3 separate regions of the Rattus norvegicus genome follow, and all the other regions are linked to region 3. A link is a contact called in public Hi-C data. All regions are on one chromosome and are shown on one strand. The core of a region is the stretch at or near the end of the contact, and the rest is flanking DNA. Distances in the headings are between cores, read along the strand shown.

Region 1 (4,291 bases), core at 462-2,961, 240 kb after region 3:
AAATCCTTCCTACTCTCTTGTGTTCATTATTACAGATGGTTGTGAGCCACCATGTGGTTGCTGGGAATTGAACTCAGGACCTCTGGAAGAGCAGTCAGTGCTCTTAACCACTGAGCCATCTCTCCAGCCCTTTTGTGTCCATTATTTAGCCTAGTGGTTCTCAGGCTCTTTCCAGGCAACATTTAAGTTTGTGGGGTTTTGTTTTTGTATTTAGTTGTGAGATAGAGGGGTGTACGTATGGGCAGAGCCTGTGTAAAAGCTGTCCTCCTGCCAGATAGAGTTCTCCTTTATCCGGATTTTCAGAAGTCCCCTAGGACATTCATGTAGGTGAAAACTTGTGTTTAATTATCTGAGCCTAGAACTTAATAGTTTTTTTTTTAACGGTCTCAATATGCGGCAAACTTTCTAGGAATGCAATTACAGTTCTGTGTGAGTTTAGGGAAGCTTGACTTTGCTACCAAGAGTCGCTCAACATTTCCTGAAGTCACTTCCTTGATGGCAACATGCCGGAGATAGTTGAGTCACTGGCTGTGCACCTGTATCAGTGTGTGTTGGTAGAAGATCCTTTTCTGTGACTCTGTGGAGAGGTGTAAGCATTTGCCTGCCTCGAGGGAAACTGGGCACTCACACTAAAACTGTTTATGTTATAACAAATTGCTATGCTCCTCCTTATAGACGGGAAAATATTTTGTTCTTTTTTTAGTCACGTGCATAGGGAAGTGATGTAATCTATGCTTTTTAGTTCGTGGTTTTGGAGTCATTACAAATTTGTATTTGTATTTGTTCTAACATAGGGTTGAAGGTTGAGAGCCTCGGTTCTCCTGCGTCCCATAATATCTGGTTTCCTCCCACCTCTCTGGAAGGACTAACCAGCATGGGAGTGCCTCTCACCCCCTTTTCATCTTTCTGTTCATCATCATTAAGGGCAATCGCAATGCAGGAGCCTTGGCTGTCAGACCTCTCTGCCAGAGCCTCCAGTTTAACCTTAGTCAAGAAGCGCAGGTATTTGGTCTGGTCCTAGTGTGAGCAATACAGGCTCCTGCTCACGTAGAGGTTCTTTGTATGTCCCCGTCTTTCTCCATCTACCTCAGTATCTCTTCTTGATGCCCCCTGATCTTTTGCTCCCCGCCATAAGCTGGAAGTTTATGGCTCCCAGTCCAGCTCTTCTCCCATTTTTCTCCTGGTGCTCCCTCCACCACGGCTGCTCTTCCGACCCTTGCTTCTCCCTTCCCTTTCAATGTCTGTTCTCCAAGCATGTGACATCTTCTTCCCTCCTTTTACCAGGTCCAGTTTTGTCTTCCTTCCCTTTGTCCAAACAGCCTTTCTCTACCTTCATCCAGGCTCCTGTCTCTGTGCCAGCTTCTCTGTTTTAGGCTTGGGTCGTATCACCACCCCCACCCCCACCCCCACGGTCTCCAGCAGTCTAGCCAGCAGGTCCCTCGGCAGCTCTCAGTCCCTTCCTGCGTGCAAGATCGCCTGTGTTCCCCTCCATCCCACCCCTACGCCCTCCCGCGCCGTGGGCGGTCTAGGGAGGGGCCGGGATCCGGGGCGGCTCCTGGGGCTCGGGTTGTGGGAGGCGCCCTCTCCGGTCTCCCCCCTCCCTTCCCCCCGCCCCGTCTTCCCCTGCACCCTCCTTCCTCCCTCCGCCCGAGAGCTTCCCCGGTCCCCGGCGCCGCCTCCTTCCCTCCCGGCACCGTGCTCTCGCGGCCGCCGTCGCCCCGGGGAAGGAGAGACGGGGGTGGGGTTTGCGGGTAGCGATCGAGAAGGGGAGAGACCCCGGCCAGGCAGGAGCCTGGATTCCTGTGGAAGAAGAACAGGGGGAGGGGAAGCTGGAGGACCGGGAGGGAGAACGGGGAGCCGCGGCCGGGCCTGGGGCCTTGAGGCCCGGGGAGAGCCGCGGAGCGGGACCGGCCGCCGAGGTAAGAGCGGGGCCCCAGGACCCGGGCTTGGTGAGGAGGCCGGTGGACGCAGGGCAGGGCCGGGGGGGGGGTACGTGGGGTTCGGGTGCGAGCGGCGAGTGATGGGGCAGCGGGGACCCCAGAGCGTGGGTAAGCTGGGCTAGCGCTAGCCACGGGGGCTGCTGAGAGGAGGTGGAGAGAGGTGGAGTCCCGGGAGGGTGGGGGGCCGAGGGAGGCCGGAGGAGGGTGGGGACAGGCGCTCTCTCCTCCTTTCCCCCCCAGCCCGTGCGGCTCCGCCCCCGCCTCCTCCGCGGGGCGCCCTCCGCGTCCCGAACCGCGCGGTCGGAGCCCGTGAGGCTCGCGGAGCGAGACCTGTCCGTCGGCTGGCCCAGGCCGCTGCCGGCGGGCTCCTCCGTGCCCTCACGGCTGTCTTTTCCTCAGATGCTGCTGCTGCTGCTGGTGCCTCTCTTCCTCCGCCCCCTGGGCGCTGGCGGGGCGCAGACCCCCAACGCCACCTCGGAAGGTGCACCCTTCTCCGGCGCCCCGGACCTCTTCCACCCCACAGCTCCCTTCCCTGCACGTCTCCTTTTCCCATCACTCTCGCGTCAAGACCTCACCCCCACCCCCACCCCTGGCATCCTGGTCCGCAGCCACTTCACTACTCCTGACCTCCTTTCTGTCACTCCGCATCATCACCAGCACCCATTTCCTCTGCCTCACGTTGCTACACTACACCGTTTTGCTGTGACCCCGAATTATCTTCTCAGCCCCACCTCCCTTTCCGGGCCCCACATTACTAGAGCGCCCCCCTTCCGTGGTCCACCTTGTTGCTTTGATGGGCTCGTGTGGTCCTCGTTCAATGGGGTTTGTGTGGTCCTCACAGCCCTGGTCCCTCATTTTAACCACCGAACATTATAGCCCTTACGATTTCTTCTTAGCTATTTCTCTCCATTATACTTCTCTACCGGTGGACTCTCGTACCAGCAGCTTGGGGTTCTTAACTGTTCCCACTCCCACCTTCCAGTCGTGTGCCCCTTGTGCCCCCCGCCCCTTTTTCTGTCCCCCAGCCCCAGCCCCACCATTGACCACGCCCTGCTCTTCCCCCTTCCACTGCGGCGCTGCCTTCCCGCTCCCACGGTTCCCCCTGTGCCTCCCCATTCCCTTTCAGGTTGCCAGATTATACATCCGCCCTGGGAAGGTGGCATCAGGTACCGTGGCTTGACTCGCGACCAGGTGAAGGCCATCAACTTCCTGCCTGTGGACTATGAGATCGAATATGTGTGCCGAGGGGAGCGCGAGGTGGTGGGGCCCAAGGTGCGCAAATGCCTGGCCAACGGCTCCTGGACGGATATGGACACACCCAGCCGCTGTGGTGAGTAGCCTGGGAAGCCATCCACCACCCCTGTCCTCTTCCTTCAGGCCCTTTCCCAGTTGCAGACCGACCTCAATTGTTTTGCAAGTCAGCAGTTTAAATCAGTGGGACCAAATTCACAAATACGTTTAATGAATGAGTACTATGTAGGAGGAGGGGTGTCGCTGTGAGCCTCTAGTGGGAGGAAGCAAGCTAAGCAGCCAGCACATTCACTTCATCGTCTTCATTAGGATACCGATCATTGGATGAAATAACTTTGATTCTTCATCTGAGTTACTCTTCGAGGTCCGTTAGCGAGAGATTGCTCTTTAAGTTATAAAACGATTTCATTACATTTCCTGATACCTTTGTCTCCAACTCAATGACCATATAAGCCGGCTCAGTAGTAGTACAGACCAGCCATAACAAGAAAAGCAAGCCTGATCGTGCATCCAGACTCACATGCATCTGCACATTTCAAAGGCAGATAGCTACCCACTTCACTGTGCTGTGAGCAGTATCTGTTTTGTGTGCTTATAGCTCCATCTTGGGTTCCTACAATAGAAATGCTATTTTTTTTCCTGATAGGAATGTGGATACAGGGGGACCGGGGAGAAAAGGGAGGAGGAAGGGAAACATAGATATTGCACACCTGATTTCCTGTGGAACAGGATGCTTGTGAACCTAGACCCAAACCTAATTCTCTGTACTCCCTAGGGGAAGAATCCTCTGCAACTTGCCTTTCTTCTTATTTTCCTGTCTCTCCACAGTCCGAATCTGCTCCAAGTCTTATTTGACCCTGGAAAATGGGAAGGTTTTCCTGACGGGTGGGGACCTCCCAGCTCTGGATGGAGCCCGGGTGGAGTTCCGATGTGACCCCGACTTCCATCTGGTGGGCAGCTCCCGGAGCGTCTGTAGTCAGGGCCAGTGGAGCACCCCCAAGCCCCACTGCCAGGGTGAGGGGAACAGCTGCCTGCTGGCAGCTGATGAGGGTGCTTGCCCTAGAATGGGAGTTGGGTGGGAGTGGGTAGAGGGAAAGGAT
Region 2 (3,877 bases), core at 625-3,124, 130 kb after region 3:
TCTCTGGCTTCCGTTTCCGAAGTTTAATGGTTAGGCTCCGATTCTCCTGCAAAGTTAAAGAGGTATGGGCCCATCTAGCTCACTTCCTCTTGACTTTTCCCGTTTCCCATGGAACCTCCTCTTTTGTCATCTGTGGCTCAGTCAGTAGCACGCACCATGCCCCTGGAGGAGCCAGGTGCTGGGAGTCAAAAAAGGACATGTGTTTAGCCTGTTTGTGGGGAGTATGGACTCCTGTTCTCGATAACCAATAGTATGCAAGGAAGACAATTCTTAACCTAGGGTAGATGCCAGCAAATCTGCAACGCAGGACACAACGCTCCCTGTTTCCTCTTCCACATCACCCTTGGTGATATGAATAGTAGGACTGTTATTTTCCCCTTTTCCTGTGACTGATCTTTGACCTCCCTTTCCTCTCCACCCCTCTGATTCATGTTCGCTCTAAAGAGATTGAAGGCATGTAATCCAAGCATTTAGTAGCTTCTACAACTTGGTAAAGCTTTTTTCTTGTGGAAAAAAAAAGATAAAGAAAGAAAGAAAGAAAGAAAGCAAGCAGGGATGGGAAACATCTCTGTTGGTAAAGTTCTTTTTTTGCAAGCATGAAGACCTGAGTTTGATCTCCCAAAATCAAGAAAACAACAACAACAACAACAACAACAACAACAACAACAAGAAGTCAGATGTGGTGATGGTGGTGCACGTTTGTAATTCCAGTATTGGAGAAGTGGAAAAAGGCAGATCTCTTGCTAGCCAGTCTAGCCTATTTGGCCAGCTTTAAAAAAAAAAAAAAAAGATTTTGTATCAAAGAAGAAAGGAAAGAAGGAAGGAAAGAAAGAAAGAAAGAAACAAACAAACTTATGCCAGGCTTGAGAAACATTTGAGATTGACTTCAGGCTACATACATCCACACACATCAAAATAAAACAAATATCCAAAATTCTCCTCCTACAAAGAGAGCCTTCATTCTTCTCTCATCTTCAAGCCCAGGGCTCCCTAATCGTATTCACTTATTCTTTAACACCCTGGCATCTCTGGTAATAATTACTAAACAACTAAGCCCCTTTCAACCCAGACATTATTAGACCCAGCGCATCTTTCTCCCTTTGAAAGCAATTTGGTTTTGCAAAGGCTGTTTGCTCATTTGCTTCTCTCCTCTCTGATATGTCAAAATACTACCTTCACCTTATTTTCTTGTTTCCTCATTCCCTCCCTCCGCTTTAACACGCACCCATTCCATGACTATCTATTGGCGAGCACTACTGGTAAGTACTCGTTCTGCACGCTTGCCTCCAAAACCATGCTTTCTCAAATGGCGTTTCGCTTCCTTCCAGTACCTTCCTTGGTCCAGTTTCCGTTTATTACGTACACAGACCACCACCCCAAGCCGTAACACCTATACTCTAATTGTAACTGCAGATTAAACAATCCTTGACGAGTCACTTGAACCATCTGAGCCGCTCCAAGCATTTCTAGTCACTTCCGATTTTCCCAGTAAGAGTAAACCCCACAGGTCCCAGATCCCAAACCCTCCAACTTTCCAGACCCCCATCCCCCTCCCAGTGCTTCCCAGACCCCTAAACAGCCCCCCTGCCCGCGTTTCTCACGGGCTCGGTTGTCACGGTAACCGTTGTCTCAGTGACGGTCTCACTCAGCCCCCCGGCTCCTGCCTCCGCCATGGCTAAAGCGAAAAGCGAGGAACCAGGATGAGACACCCCTCCCTTTTTCTGCGCCTCTGAGATCTAAGAGAACCGGTACACGATTCGGAGTAGAGGCCAGGATGCTCTGGCTTCTTAATCTCCCCTACTCCTCCAGGGCCTCTGCTTCCCCACCCCTGGGGAAAAACCTGTCCAACCCCACTTCCGGCCTTTCACTTCCGGGTGTGACGCATCCTGCAGAACCCAGTTTCTCTTCCCCAGCACCGCTCGGGCCAAAACAGGCGTCATCAGATTAGTTCCGCCGTAATGCAATAGAGCGCAGACGCTAAGGTTAGCAGAAGCTACGTCATTGTGGGGTGGGGCCAGGCGGCCCAGGGCCTAAGTTCATTGGCCGGTCAACCCTGCAGGCACAGGGGATGAGCTCTCTGTGCCCACGACGCTTCCCCTACCTGCTGTATCCTTGAGCGTGAAAAAAATAGGTGGGACAGGGACTCTATCTCGGCCAAATTCCATTTTACTATTCTGTCGAGAAACGGTTTTCCGGGAGCAGGAAATGCACTGGGGTCTAGTCCTCTCCCTGTTTGTTGATATCTCAGTGAGGGTACACTAAACCTGAAATTATTCGACTGTAGTAGGCCCTAAGATAAAAGTGTGAAACACCCAGACTGCTGTTTAGTTCTCTGTTTGAAGAATGCAAGGGCTAGATGCAGGGGGCAGAGTGAAAAATTCAAATTCATCTGGTTAAGTTCTGTTGAATCTTTCACCATCCGTCCCAAAATTCCAGTTTTTGTTTCCTTACAATGAGAAACTAAATTTAGATAGGATATATGTATCATATGTATACCGGTTTCGCTTTTTATTTATTTTTTTTTATTGGCCTTGTGATGGTTTACATTTAGGCTTACTGTGCTTGAGAGACCAAACGTGAAAAAAGGCCTTTAATTTGTAAGCTCCTAGCTTTTACAAGTTGTACCCTGGCAGCCCACTTACCTTTTTTTTTTTTTTTTTTAACCAGACACGGGGTTTCTTTGTGTATAGCCCTAGCCTCGATTAGTAGACCAGGCTGTCCTCAAACTCAGATTCATCTACTTATGCCTCCCCATGTACTGAGATTAAAGGCCTACACTACCACCACCCAATACATTATTATTCTGTTTTTTAAATTTTATATTTTTGCTTATTCACTTTATATCCTGCTCACTGTGTCCCTCTCACAACCCTTCTCCCATCCCCTCACCCCTTTTCCTCTGAGCTGGTGGGAGCCCTCCTGGGTATCCCACCCTGGCATTCAAGCTAGGTGCCTTCCATCCCATTGAGGCTAGACAAGGCGGTCCAGCTAAAAGAACCTATTCCATGTACAGGTAACAGATTTTGGGGTCGCCCCCACTCGGTTGTTTGGGACCCACATGACAACCAATCTGTTACATACGTGGGGGAAGGTCTGGGTCCAGCCCACGTATGATCTTTGGTGGTTCAGATTCTGAGAGCCCTAAGGGTCCAGGTTAGTTGACTCAGTTGGTCTTCCTGTGGAGTTCCTATTCCCTTCTGGGCTTGAAATCCTTCCTCCTATTCTTCCATAAGAGTCCCCAAGTTCCACACACTGTTTGGCTGTGGGTGTCTGTATCTGTCTGAGTCAGCAACTGGGTGGAGCCTCTCAGAGGACAACATGCACGGTATGTACTCACTTATAAGTTGATATTAGCCATAAAATACAGGTACCATGCTACATTACACAGACCCAAAGAAGCTAAACAAGAAGGCCCAAGTGAGGAAGCTTGACTCTAACTTAGAAGGGGGAATCAAATAGTCATGAGGCAGATGGAGGGAGGGAACTGGAAAGGAGGGGGATAGGTAAGGGAATGGGTTCAGGATCAGGTGCCAGGAGGGAAAGGAGAGATGGCTGGATGGCCATCAAAATGAACAAAAAATCTGCAACTAACGGGTGAGGAGGTGGAGGGTTGGGGGGCTCTCTCCAGGATGAGGGATAAGGGAAGGCACCCAAGAATCAATGGAGGTGGCCTTTGCTATGACTCACACTACACTGGGGATATGAATTCTGAAGAGCCCACCTCTTGTAGCCAGAGAGGAACCCCAGTGGAGCACTAGAGACACCAATCCATCCACAAAACTTTTTTTTCTTTTTTTCAGAGCTGGGGACTGAACCCAGGGCCTTGCGTTTGCTAGGCAAGTGCTCTACCACTGAGCTAAATCCCCAACCCCCATCC
Region 3 (3,926 bases), core at 503-3,002:
TCCACACACCACGTCTTTTTAAACAATGCTATCGATAAAAGCATAAATAAATCAAAATAGATTAACGTATGATGGGGCAGCCACTTACAAAGTGAAGGAAAAAACAAGTGTTAGTCAACCAAGAGCCACCCACATTCCAGAACCAAGTACTCTTCCATCCCCCACCCTTTAATCCTCATCATTACTAAAGACCAACGGGACCTGGCTTGTTTCCACCTTCGCCACTGTCCTGTATTTTCATTATGCGCATGCTCCATAACCCCCTATTACCAAGCCCGCATCCTCACAGCCTGCCTTGCTCCACGCCCCACTTCCAATAAATCTTTTCCATGAGGTCTGTGGTGTAGTGCGATTTTTTTGCAGCATTCCTTGACGTGACTACTCCTAAAGTATGGAGAAGATTTTTATTGTAGACTTAGAGGAAACACAGGCAGAGCGGAGAGTCCATACTGAACGTGGCCAGCCTGGTCCACAGAGCGAGTTCCAGGACAGTCAGAGCTACAAAGTGAGACTCTGTCTCGAAAAACCAAAACAAAACAACGTCCCCACCCCCAATATCAACTAAAAGATCAAGTATCGAGTGATTTTAGATGTGCTGAGATCAGAGTCCAGAGCACACACATCCAGAACTGCGCCCCACCCCCCTCCAACAGCTCACAGGAAACTCAAAGCACTCTCCAAACGTCCTGTCCGCAGAAGGGAGAGGTGAAATGTTAGGGCTTAGGATTTAGCTCACGTACAGCTTAGACTACTTCTTTGGAAGCCGCGAGAAACGCGGATATTTCCTGCAGAGCAGAAAGCAGTGTGCAAATTGGGCCTTCAGCCTAGTGGGCGTGGTTGAGTCCTTGGCTGTGGGTCTGCCGAGGCTGTCAAAGCTCCTGTAGAGGGCCTCAGAACCGGATACTGCAGGTTCTGTAGTTTTTCTCGGTTTTCGACAAATTCCCCCCTCCGTAGCCCAGGCTGGTATTGAACTCTAATGCTTCAGTTTCCCTAGCGCCAAGATCTTTACGTGTTTTTACATGTATTTATTTAGTGCAGGGGGAGAGTGCGCGTGCGACATTGCGTGGAACTTAGAGGACAACCTGAATGGACGTTCCATCATGTGGGGATATGGGATTCGAATGCCAGTCATCTGGTTTGGGGGCAAGCACCTTTACCCGCTGAACTATCACTGTGGTGGTGGTGGCGGCGTGCGTGTGTGTGTGTGTGTGTGTGTGTGTGTGTGTGTGTACTTTGTTCTGTACTGCGGGAACAGCACCTGACTTGGTTGAAAATGCCTCATTCTAACTAGGAGCTTTGAAAATGGTAATACTTGCAATGGATCCTGGAAATACTTGATAGACTGATGTCTGGTCTGGTCTTAGTTACAGGCAGGCCCTGAGGAAGAAACCCCATCTAAAACCCAGCCCTTGCAGAAACCCCAGCTCACCCCTAACGCAGGGAGTCAGAAATGAGGTCTTGAAAGCTAGGGGGGCTCCTGCACCCTAGCCCACAAGAGGCCTCGCGTGACCTCAGTAGCTGGAAGACAACCGTGACGCACTGGCCGCTTCCGATTTCACTTTCCTTTTCTCGGGCCCGGCCGCTTCACCTCTTTGGCCGCAGCCTGGGGATTTGCCCAGTGATCAGTGACGTCAATCATCCTGAAGTTGCCATTGGAGGACGGAGTTCGGCAAGAGCCAATCCCAGGGCTGGTCCCAGAGAAATCTCGGCGGAGGGCACGGAGCTCCGGGAGACTGCTGGGCGGGGAGGCTGTGGTGCCGGCTGCTTGCTGAGGACCTACCCCCGGAACAGCTCCACGGAGAGGAGCGATCCGGCCCGGAGCGCGGCGCGGGTGAGTGCGGCCTGCACTGGTGAGAGGCGGAGGAGCAGCCGCCCCGCGACCCGGGTGGGGACCGCGAAAGCGGCCGCGGGCCCTGGGCAGGGCTAACCAGGCCCCGGCGCGCGGGACAGCGAGCTCGCGTGCGCGCCGCGTCCCTGGCTCGCCTCTGGGCCTTTCGCCCTGAGCTCGCCGTGTTCCTTCCTCTTCAGGTCCAACCCAGACTTACTTAAGTCTCTTCTAGTCCCCAGAGCCAGAAGTGAGAGGGACCCGGAAGACGTTCCACCTGGTGGCTTGGAGCTGTGCATGACCAGAGGCAGGTCTTATATTTATGTAAATGTTTTTTTTTAATTTATTTATCGTCAGAGTAAACTGGCTTAACTACTTGTACCAGGAGCTGTGCGTTATCCCTAATGATTTATCGCCTAATTAGCTTAGGAAAAGAAAAGTGTATAAACCTGGCGGTGTCGGCACACACCTTTACGCCCAGCGCTTGGGAAGCAGAGGCCAGTCTGGTTTACAGACTGAATGAATTCTAGGATAGCCGGGGCTACAAAGAGAAACCGTGTCTCGACCCCCTCCCCCCCCCAAAAAAAAAGAAAATAAACGAAAAAGTGTATAAATTTAACTTTGGGAAGTGAATGGTAGAAGATGCTTAAAAAATTCCCAGTACATTCCAGATTTTGACAGCACAACCATTTGTGCGTGCTTGAAAGAAGGGAAGAATGACATGTGTTCATGCATGCCTGAACCCCTTGTTAGTGAGATGGATTCATGATGCCTAGAGTATTCCTCCCAAGTTAAAACAAACAAAAATATACACATTTTCTAAAAGCAAGCTTTCGTTAATGTCTTTAAAATTGCAACTTTTAAATTTGAAATTTGACGAGGACAAGGTGTCTCCGTGCATCCAAAATGGTCTGAAACTGACCATGGTAGCCCAGGTTAGCCTCCTGCCTCTTGAGTGCTTGGATTACAGAGATTACAGACATCTGCCCACATACATAGCCGCGATCCTTAATACACTTAATTTTTTTTTTTTACAACAGTTGTAGATTACAGAAAGATTGAGAGAACGGTGTGTAGAGCTTCTGTGTAACTCCCAACTGATTTCCCCTTTCGTTAACAGGTTACTCATTATTATTGGCCAAAGTCCACACACCTTTTCCTTTTCACCCAAATTCTCACCCCCCCCCCCCATAGTCTCATCCAGGTTACATTGGGTTTTAGATTTGGTTTCAGAGTTTTCAGGGGAGATACTTATACAATGGAAACCTCAGGTAACTAACACAGGAAGAGAAAGGCTCGTTTTAGCTCACAGGCTTAGAAGTTGCAACACGCGATCCATTGGCACCTGTTGATCTGGGCCCACGGCAAGGCAGCAAGCACATAAAGAGCAGTGCACAGAGGAACAGAACTACTCACATCATAGCCAGGAAGAGGGGAGATGCGATACATCAGCGTCCCCACAGCTTCCTTCTGGGATGCTATCTTGGTACCCTAAAGAGTTCCCCCAGAAAGTTTGTACTGCTCTCCAGTAGAGCCAAGGCAAGGAAACAAGCCCTTTGCACTAGGACCTTTGGGGCACAGCACCTGGACGTGTGTTTGGACGATACCCTTCATTGTATGTCTTACTCATATTTTTTTCTTTTAAATTTTATTTTTCTTACTTTACATCCTGTTCACTGACCCCTCCCTGTTACCCCCTCCCACAATCCTTCCCCCATCCCCTTCTCCTCTGAGCAGGTAGGGGATCCCTCTGCGTATCCCCTCCAATCCCCACCACTTCAAGTCTCTGAGAGAATAGGCGCTTCCTCTCCCACTGAGTCCAGTCAAGGCAGCCCAGATAGAACATACTGCACAGACAGACATCAGCTTTCGGGTTAGCCCCAGCTCTAATCGTTCAGGACCCACATGAATGAAGGTCAAACTGCACATCTGCTCCATATCAGAGAGGCCTAGGTCCAGCCTCTGTGTGTTCTTTGGGGGTTCATACTCTGAGAGCCCCTCTTCTAAGATTGGGTTTGTGTGTTAAAAGGATAGAGTTAGGTTGCCATGTTCAGCATGGATTTCACGTTGTCAGGATTTAGGTACTGACCTGCTCACCCAG

What was found. Hi-C and Micro-C count contacts between places; a contact is called where the count stands out from the background.
Region 1: a contact with region 3 is called in a Hi-C map of Schwann cells, with 2.8 times the contacts expected there. The contact joins the promoter of Gabbr1 here to the promoter of Trim26 in region 3. A contact is called at or near these places in 3 of 12 Hi-C or Micro-C datasets (Schwann cells, liver and mammary epithelial cells) and 1 of 1 datasets of contacts at active chromatin or transcription factors (oligodendrocytes).
Region 2: a Hi-C map of liver shows a contact between it and region 3, with 2.3 times the contacts expected there. The contact joins the promoter of Ppp1r11 here to the promoter of Trim26 in region 3. A contact is called at or near these places in 2 of 12 Hi-C or Micro-C datasets (liver and mammary epithelial cells).

What each region holds. Positions count from the first base shown.
Region 1 is chr20:1,496,656-1,500,946 of GRCr8, reverse strand. It overlaps Gabbr1 (gamma-aminobutyric acid type B receptor subunit 1), which reads left to right and starts at 1,711. Exons shown (of 23, transcript NM_031028.3): 1 at 1,711-1,919; 2 at 2,340-2,421; 3 at 3,067-3,270; 4 at 4,020-4,205. The coding sequence starts at 2,340.
Region 2 is chr20:1,604,580-1,608,456 of GRCr8, reverse strand. It overlaps Ppp1r11 (protein phosphatase 1, regulatory (inhibitor) subunit 11), which reads right to left and starts at 1,874. Exons shown (of 3, transcript NM_212542.3): 1 at 1,602-1,874; 2 at 1-46. The coding sequence starts at 1,673.
Region 3 is chr20:1,734,137-1,738,062 of GRCr8, reverse strand. It overlaps Trim26 (tripartite motif-containing 26), which reads left to right and starts at 1,752. Exons shown (of 8, transcript NM_001011665.3): 1 at 1,752-1,831; 2 at 2,061-2,149.